Regions from separate parts of the Zea mays genome. Here all the other regions are linked to region 1. A link is a contact called in public Hi-C data. All regions are on one chromosome and are shown on one strand. Each heading gives the region's core, a stretch centred on a gene start, on an enhancer-like site or on the middle of the called end of the contact. The rest is flanking DNA. Distances are from core to core; before and after follow the strand shown.

Region 1 (3,215 bases), core at 298-2,797:
GTGCATGCATGTTTCTGTTTAACCATAACTATTTCTTTGTCAAGCTTTTAACATGGTATTCATGAATATCCAACTGTTTCATTTTGCTTTCATCCATTCTACTTGTAACTCGGTGGTGCTCAAAAAATAAAGCTATGAAAATTGCTCTTATATCTACACCTCATATTAAAGAGAGAAATTCTGTCATGGTAGCTTTTTTCTAGCCTACCCCAACTTGCTTGAGATAAAAGGCTTTGTTGTTGTTTGTTTTGTCGTAACTTTTTTCTGACTCCTCATATACACCGTCCTGTGTTTCTTTCCAGATCATTCTGTGTGTAAGACATCTGTGTTTCTGTTCCAGGTCATCCACATTTCTGTTCCTGTTTCAGTCAGACCTCCATTCGGATTTTTCGTTCAAACTTCATGCTTGGTTATTTTTGTCTGACTTTTTTCCGCTTGGTTTCCATGATTTTGTCTTCCGCTTTCCAGATCCAAGTGACTGCGATGCTTTTTTTCCTGTGATTCATGTCCGATGTTTTCTTTCTTATGTTTTCAGTCTGAACTCCATTTAAACATACAATAAAAATAATAGATATCTTTGAATGATTGGCTCTTTTCTAAAAAAACAATGATTATAACCAACTTATTAATATTGTTTTGATAAAAATCAAAACTCTTTTTATGAAAATCCAAAAATCTAGATTACTTGATGGTTCGCCTAATTACACCATCAACTAAAACCATTATCTTAAACAACATGGGTATGTAATCGTATTTACTTGACCAGCAAAAGAACAATGTCCAACGTCTACAGTATATGTAGTTTACAAATGTTGAGCCCCCACACCAACGAAACATTGAACCCACACCAAATAAACTACATAGTTTAAAGCATCAGGAGACTATCATGGCACAAATTGCACTGGCAACTAATTCTTACATCCACATAAAATTAGATTGAAAATATAACGATCAAACACATCATCCTAACCAATATCTCGTAAACACATATAAGTAACAGCAGATCATCGCATCACAATCACTCAACCACCAAGCCAATCCTAGCCAATCAGAAAACTAAAATGAACTATCACACGGGAAGGGAAGTTGAGGATTCGCTTACCCTTGCTGGCGCTGATGAGGAAGTAGCCATCGGGTGTGACGGGGCTGTAGAAGAGGTCCACCACCGGCCGCGAGTGGCCGTGGCACACCAGCGGTATCGCCACCTTCTTCTTCTCCATCGTCTGGATTCGCTTCCGTTCCCCGGGTGAGAAAGCACCCTAGCCCGTCGAACCAATGATTACCCTGGAATGCGACGCCTCCGCGCGCCCAAACCCTAGCACACCGATCGAAAAAGAGAGGAAACCTACAAAAAACGGGGAAAATCGGAGGATAATCGAATCGAATCGAATCGAATCGCGCAAATCGTCGCGGGGGGGTAAGGCGATCCGGATCCTAAGGGTTGGATCTGTACAGGCGCTTTATTGGGTGGATGGATCGGCAGGGGCGGGCGGGCGTATGAAGCGAGGCGAGGCGAGGCGAGGCCGGCCTCCTTGGGCTAAAGTGTGGGGCAGGGGGGCAGGGGCAGGAAGCCAGACCCTGTGCTTATATAGGGTTAGGACTTGGGACGAGCCGAGACGAAGCGGCACGCGCTCGATCGGTCCTTTGGTCATGATCGTAGGTCGTAGCGGGAGGGTGACTGCACGAGTGGTAGCTGATGTTGAGCTTGGGGGTCGTTGCGGAATGCTGGTTGTTCGGTTAGGCCTAGTTTCGATGCTTTTGAATTGGAGTGGCTCAGAGGTACCAAGGGTGTTTAAATTCTTTTTGGGAGCACAGTTTTGTTACAGTTTTGAATGAATACTGTAGTATTTGATGATACCGTAGTATTAAAAATTAAAACGTGTTTGGATGCTACTAATAAAACACAGTTTCAAATACCATGGTCTACTTAAAGCTGTAGTATTTTTAGAGTTTTGGAAAGAGTTAATTCCCTCTATGCCACTGAAAATTATATCGATACTTTATGTGCCATTATAAATTATAGCATTCCTTCTATGCCATCAATTTTAGATTTTATTCCCCTCTCTACCATTGCCGTCAAAAGCTGGCCAACGCCGTTTGTTGGTGTAGCTGGACCCACATGGCATGCACTAACCTCCTCCCATCATCTTTGTTTGCCATGACCAGCAAGGCCGAAGGCGAAGCAGCACCGACCGCAGCCCCCCCGCCGGCCTGGAGCGTGCGTGGCGGTCTTGTCGACCTTAGCTCGACGTCGGGGACCGGGCCGAGGCGAGCCAAGGCTGTTCGACGGCGGCGGGGACTGAGCCGAGGCAGACCGATACTTCCACTGCACGTCCGTTCGCAAGCCCACCGTCGACACCTCCCAACGTCGGCTCGTCGAACACCTCAACATTGGCGACGTCCAGTGCCTCGAGGGGACGCGCTCGAGCTCAAGACCCTGCCACGTGCGGCGTTGGCCTCGAGGCCTGCTCGCTCTGCATGCCGCTGGACGACTGGACTGCAGGCGCCTGTGCTTCGCGGGGTGCTGTGACCTGATCCGTGTGGTGCCTGCCTGCCTGCCCCCCAGCCCCAGCCATATGTCGCGCGCGAGGACCCGAGCTCTGCTCCTCGCCTGCCCTTGCATACGCGCTGCTGCAGCCTGCAATCAGCCCATGCATGCATGAAACGGTGAACCGACATTGCATCATCGACTCCATCCATCCATCCATGCATCTGTGCCTGTTGTCCGTCCTATCGAGTGTGCGTGCGTCCGAGCGAGCACGTAGGCCGACCGGTCCCGTGCGTGTTGTAACCTTGTGGCCGACGGTGGACGTACGGCACACGCGAGGCTGACTGTCTGCACCTGCAATATGCATGCGCATGCATGGAATCCGAAAGGCGGCCAGCTACTCGAGCCCCGAGCTCGAGCGTATGAGATCGACGAAGCGTGCGTGCAGCGGCGACGCGACGTGAGAGGATCGTGAGACGTATCTGCTCTAGAAGAAGCGCGTCTCATGTATTTGTCAAAGAGCGGGGCGCTGAGAATCGAACAAGGGAACGGGAGGGACTGTACGTACAAATACTACATGATGTTTGGTTTGTACTGGTGCAGTCTGATCGATCCATGCCTGCTGGCATTGGCACCTGGCAGCTCAGTTCAGCTGGAGCTGGTCATTCTCTCGTGCATGCAGATGGATACGTTGCAGCTTGCAGGCAGCGCGCGATCGTCAGCTTGC
Region 2 (3,215 bases), core at 338-2,837, 210 kb before region 1:
TAAATTAAAGTTCAATTCCTCAGTATTAGACTATAACTAGAAGTTGTCTCACATAATTTAGAGAATAGACCTTCTGTATTGGTTGGAATTGCAATTCCAGATACATCCAAACAACAGATTTATATTGCAACTCATTTCCAATATCAAGAAGATTTAGTATTAATCTAATTTAATTCTACCATCCTTAATGCCTACATCCAAACAGACACTGAAGGGAATTTTTTTGGTTGGTCATAGGGTTGAAAACGAACGGGTAAAATCTCGTCCCGATCCGTACCGTTTTCCATATTTGATTCTCTCGTTTTTTAAATTTGTGGAAAATCCATAAATAGTTCGAAAACGAGAGACGGTCGGGTTGAACCCGTATTTGAGAAATCCAAGATCAGCCCAATATATATTAGTGCATTAGTTAAAGCCTCATATCCTTATATGACAAATTATATCACAAGAGGTCGTTATAGCCATCGACTCAGTGACAAGTGGTCTAAAGACTTAAACAACACCACTCATAGCTATAAGTACATCATAAACAAGCAAACAACAACTAAGTGTTACCTCTATGTATCTATTTGTTTCATGTTATTATCTTGCCATTCAATAACTAACTAACCACCAATATTAGTGTGTTTGTATAAGTTACAAGTTTCGGCTTAATATTCACGTCCCTTTTTTACACCCATTTATTCTACATCTATTTTCGTTCCTGGCTATTCTAGACCTGGTCTCGTTTTCACCAATAAAATACGGAAATGGAAACGAGAGGGGTTTTCTGTCTATTTTCGTTCGTTTTTATAGTCGGTCATGTGTTGCAAGTATAGGTGACCAGATGGGTCAAGTTATATGGGACGACACGAGGCACCACCATTTTGGCCGGCATGAGACCCATCATGGGTCGTGCTTGGACTTAGGTACAAGCCCATTGGGCGACACAGGCACGACCTATTTACTGTCAGCTCATTTAGCACGATGCTAATCACGGATAGCCCATCAAACCGACCACGACTTAGCATGACCCGTTTGTGGCCTAGTCTTGTCCTAATCTAGGCCACCATAATATATATAAATATGACCAACTCAATCCCCACTTTCATCTATTTTCGAGTTCTGTAAAAAAATGAGAAAAATAAGCAACAAAAAATAGGAAAAATAAATTATTTTCAAGCTATGTTATAAGGCAGACCTTTGGTCACTCAGAACCTTAGCACGATACGACATGATAGTCTATCATAACCCGTTTTAAATTAGTAGGGTTATGTTTGGGCTCAGACTTCGGCTCACGGACAGACACCATAACCCCGCCCGCTATTTATCTGTACCGTGTCTCGGATCGATTAAATCGGCACGGCCCATGACGGGCTCCGGCCGTGCTTGCACGGCACTGTCCATTAGCCACGTGTAGTTGCAAGGTGTGACGAGTGTTAACTTCACCCGTCCAATCGATTTTAACACGCGGGGGCCTGCGGTTAGAGATTGGACAAGGCCCGCCAGTAATCTTCTGGTCCAAATGTTAACACGCGCGCAATTGTAAAAGAAATATATGTCTATATAGTAAAACGCGAAGAGAGAGATACTTCTGCGGAAACGAATGGCAGCAGCAATGGCCAACACCACATGCCTCCGCTCCCGCCTCCTCGTCCTCCCACCGCCACCGGCGCCCCGCACCGTCGTGTCCTTTCGTCTCCGCCCATGCGCTACTACGATCTCCTCGTCCTCCCGAAAGAGGAGACCCCGTCTCGCGGCACGGGCGGCGCCGCCCGGCGGCGCTGTGGCCCCGGCGTCGGCCGCGTCGAAGGAGGATGACCAGGGGGAGATGGGCAGCGGCGGGGGCCTCTCTGCGGATGATGCAGAGAGGCTGTGTCAGTTTCTGCGGGCCGACCTGCCGCACCTGTTCGACGACGTCGGCATCGACCGGTCCGCGTACGATGACCGCGTGCGGTTCCGCGACCCTATCACCCGCCACGACACCATCGACGGCTACCTCTTCAACATCCGCCTCCTCAAGCTCCTCTTCCGCCCCGACTTCTACCTCCACGCCGTCAAGCAGGTTCAGCGCGCTCGACTCTGGCGAGGACTCGCCCGTGCGCAGCGAAGTTTCTAGTTGTGGCAGCTGTTGACTGTGCTGAATTTGGTTCTAGACAGGGCCGTACGAGCTCACCACGAGGTGGACCATGGTGATGAAGTTTATGCTCCTTCCCTGGAAGCCGGAGCTGGTCTTCACTGGCCTGTCGATCATGGGCGTCAACCCGAAGAATCTCAAGTTCAACAGCCATGTGGTTAGCACTCTTGCTTATCAGACGGAAATTAGATTCGTGTGGTTTTTGCCGCGCAGACATAAAACATTGTGTTCATTTCCCCTATTTGTTACCACATTGAGATACAGCGTATAAGAACATGCAAATGACAATAGTACATGTAAAGAGCAATATATAGTTACAAGTTGTCAGGTGAACTAGTTTGCACAGTACAAAAATTAACAGAGGTTTGTCTGACAAGTTTCCTGCCTGTTTCGTATACGCCATGCTGTATACTCAGTGGCAAATCTAGAGTAAATTTGACGGGTGTGCAATTTCTTCATGGATGCATATACATCAAGTAATGTGGGTGCATATATGGTGAAAATCTGCGCATTTTAACTGATTCTGTATTTTTTAGGGGTGCATTTGCACCCCCTAGAATGAACCTAGCTTCGCTCATGTGTATACTTGTAGTTCGTTGATAGCTTGTCAATTGTCATACACTAAACCCTATCCACTACCGGAATCCGGGCCTTTGCCGAGTGCCGGCCGGTTTGCCGAGTGCTTTTTATCGGGCACTCGGCAAAGCCGACTTTGCCGAGCGCCGCACTCGGCAAAGTCCTACGTCGAGTGTTACACTCGGCAAAGCCTTTGCCGAGTGTAAAATAGCCTTTGTCGAGTGTCTGAGACGCTCGGCAAAGGAGTTGTGTCCAGTAGTGATCCCCAGCCAACCATGATACAATGCTTCCTTGTACAATGGGGTGCTTAAATGAAACTTTTGTTTTGTTTCCACCATACCATTAGCACGTGATGCTTGAACACAGGATATAAACTTCTATACTGATGCTTAATGATATGGCTATAGTCCTACACCTAGCACTTAGCTTCCATAGCCCATATGGCTATTATTTTCTTTTCTTTTTTATGCTTTCTCCATGAACCCATGTACTGATTTATTTTGGTTCTGCTGTCACCTGCTAT
Region 3 (3,215 bases), core at 230-2,729, 190 kb after region 1:
GTCCGTCGCCTCGGTTCGGCAGAGGCCAGCAACCGCGGCACCTGGTCCACAGCAGCAGCCACCACGACTCGCTAGGGCTAGGCCGACCTAGATGATATGCAGTGAGCTGATGGGAGGGATGGGCGAGCAAGAATTGGTACAGTAACCGGGAGACGATCTTGATTTATTCCTTATGTCATGAATTCCTTTTTATTTACACCCACACTTTCTAACTTTCGTACAATGATTCGTATATTTAAAACAAGGCTAACTTATGTTCTCATGCTTTACGAACCCTGGCATATGTCGCAAAAAATCCTTACCTAAAGAACTAACTCTGCAGCCTCTTCAAGCTCTAGATTTCAATTCTTATGGCCTAAGAAGTGTTTTTTTATTTCATAATATAAGCTTTCACAACAATCTAATTCTTGGAGTCAGATTCTATAAATACCCAACATTTACTAACCTACATTTTTTTTTCAATTGGTGCCATGACCATCACATAATGTTGATGAGCTATTCCCTCCAAGTTGCTGATTGCATGTGGATTACCATGCATGGCTATTTGCTATTTGGTTGTCTCGACCTTTCTTAGGATCTATTGGATGTAATACATATTATCATTATTTAGCTAATATTTGCTAACTACTACCTAGCAGAGTGGATAGTAGGTTGTGGTGTTTATATCCATAACTAATGGGTTAATTAATAATTGGAGAGTAATGTTCCTGTTAGCCCCCATTGTTTGGGTAGATAGTAAGATAATGGGGATTTAGAAACAATCTAAAGTTTATTACAATCTGTTATCTAGACCTATTTATATCCATAGAGCTAAAGTTTAGCAGATTGCTACATCCTCATTATTAGTTTGGAGCCAAACATGTCCTGATTGTATAATTTAAATGTTTATAGGAGTAACCAATTTGTTTTAGCTTTGCTATTTTACGAGTGTCAAGATGCTTAACTATTTCATACTTGCTTTGTAGGAATGTTCGATGCCGACAACATCTTGCTCTACCAGAAGGTACCAGCTCCAAATCAAGAACCAAAATTTAGGAAAAATACGAACTGCAACCTTATCCGTCATCTTTAGTAATTCATGTGTTTATCTTATTTGCACCAAGAACTATGCTGGAGGCTATAAAACTATGAATGTTATTTGTGACATGTAAATAATACTAGCTTGTACATGCATCTAAATGCATATAAGAAACACAATGCACCTTTTGTTTGCATTCCATGTAAATTATAAATTAAATCCAAACATTGAAAAATTACAAAACACACACACACAACACTATGCGCGCATGGGCGCGCGCAAGACACTAGTACATAATAATAACGATATTGTTCGCTTCGGATTAAATTAAACCAAGCGAGTATGCGTGCATGTGTACGTCGGATGCTTTGTTTGTTCATTTGTGGCCCGTGAAGTAATATTTGGGCCCAATAGCCCATTCATCCATGTCCTAACCCTAGGGCGCGTTCCTTATAAAACCTATCTCCATTCTGTTCTCACTCTCAGACACCAGACGCAGTCGGCTGCCGCAGACTGGTAGTAGCCGGCGCGCCGTCACCGTATCCTCAGATCAGAGGCGAGCAGAAACCACACCACTCTACTGACGCCCGACGAGGTACACTTCCGCGCGCGCGCTTCTCTTCCTTCTTTTTTCGCTCGACGAGGTACTCTGCTTCACGCGCGGGCGCGCTTCTCTTCCTTCTCTTTTCGCTCTGCCTTGAGCCTGTTCGTTTGATGCCCAGATCTACTAGGTTTGTCGATCGTCGTTATGTGTGATGAGCTGAGCCGATTCATGCACTGTATTTTTAATTAAGTGTTTTTTTCCTCCGCCGCTACCTTTATTGTCTATGTATGAACTTGCAGCTTACAACTGGTTATTGAGCCATAAATTGTAACTGAGTTTCCGAGATCTATAATATTACGTGGCTGAGGCGCTTCATCTCTGTTTTGTTTGTATGACAGTAGGAGTACTAATCCAAGTTTAGCTTCCGCTTCTTCATCTACCTTTAGTATGTATTTCGTATATAAATACGATTGCAGTTTGCAACTGATTCTCGGCCATAGATGATTACCGTTGCGTTGTTCATCGGGTCTAGTTTCGGATCTCTGATGTTGTGTGGGTGGGGTACTTCGACTTGGGTTTTCCTGCCCTTTGTTTGATTACTGGTTTATTGACATATATTTATCTATTGACTTTTTATCTGCTATGTTTGATGTAAGCAGCAGTGTAACATTTTCCTTCAGCCATGGGTAAGGAGAAGACTCACATCAACATTGTGGTCATTGGCCATGTCGACTCTGGCAAGTCGACCACCACTGGCCACCTGATCTACAAGCTTGGAGGTATTGACAAGCGAGTGATTGAGAGGTTCGAGAAAGAGGCTGCCGAGATGAACAAGCGGTCATTCAAGTATGCGTGGGTGCTTGACAAGCTCAAGGCTGAGCGTGAGAGAGGTATTACAATTGATATTGCCCTGTGGAAGTTCGAGACCACCAAGTACTACTGCACTGTTATTGATGCCCCGGGACACCGTGACTTCATCAAGAATATGATCACTGGCACTTCCCAAGCTGACTGTGCTGTTCTTATCATTGACTCAACCACTGGTGGTTTTGAGGCTGGTATCTCCAAGGATGGCCAGACCCGTGAGCATGCTCTCCTTGCTTTCACACTTGGTGTGAAGCAGATGATTTGCTGCTGCAACAAGGTATGATTCCAGGAATTTCTATTTATTCTGGTTCATGAACTGAGATGCCTGTAAATGTATTTCAATAGTCTAGCAATATTTATCTTCTCTCAGTATTACTGCCTTCAAGTTGAAAATACTGCATTTGTGCTGTGATTGAATAGCTAATGTTAGTTGTATGCTAGTTTTGACAAAGTGAAACACTGATTGCTTGCATTTTAAAGGCCATCTGCTTCCTACATGTTTATGTATGATAGCAATCCATCTTTATTACTTCGCAAGTTAACATCTTTATTACCTCGCAAATTGGCATAATATAATATGGTTTTCCAGGATTTTTTCCCAATAGGTGATGTGTATTTATGATTTCACCTGTTTTTAGTTTTTTTTGTAGTTGGAGTACTTGCAATGTGTATGTGCTGAAAGCACAAGGAATTGCATAATTAACTGTTATTATATGATTGCAATTTGGTACTTATTTTACTTTGTCAATTAGTAGGATTTGTTGGCATGCACCTGATGAGCTCTGT

What was found. A called contact is a pair of places that touch in the nucleus more often than the background predicts.
Region 2: a Hi-C map of leaf shows a contact between it and region 1, with 2.8 times the contacts expected there. The contact joins the promoter of LOC100274129 here to the promoter of LOC100274502 in region 1. A contact is called at or near these places in 11 of 25 Hi-C or Micro-C datasets (bundle sheath, ear, endosperm and 3 more) and 2 of 3 datasets of contacts at active chromatin or transcription factors (leaf and seedling).
Region 3: a contact with region 1 is called in a Hi-C map of leaf, with 3 times the contacts expected there. The contact joins the promoter of LOC542581 here to the promoter of LOC100274502 in region 1. A contact is called at or near these places in 13 of 25 Hi-C or Micro-C datasets (bundle sheath, ear, endosperm and 5 more) and 2 of 3 datasets of contacts at active chromatin or transcription factors (leaf and seedling).

What each region holds. Positions count from the first base shown.
Region 1 is chr9:92,196,675-92,199,889 of Zm-B73-REFERENCE-NAM-5.0, forward strand. It overlaps LOC100274502, which reads right to left and starts at 1,548. Exons shown (of 7, transcript NM_001148860.1): 1 at 1,103-1,548. The coding sequence starts at 1,220.
Region 2 is chr9:91,987,701-91,990,915 of Zm-B73-REFERENCE-NAM-5.0, forward strand. LOC100274129 reads left to right here and starts at 1,588. Exons shown (of 9, transcript NR_158626.1): 1 at 1,588-2,044; 2 at 2,136-2,273.
Region 3 is chr9:92,391,277-92,394,491 of Zm-B73-REFERENCE-NAM-5.0, forward strand. It overlaps LOC542581 (elongation factor 1-alpha), which reads left to right and starts at 1,480. Exons shown (of 3, transcript NM_001112117.2): 1 at 1,480-1,613; 2 at 2,222-2,706. The coding sequence starts at 2,245.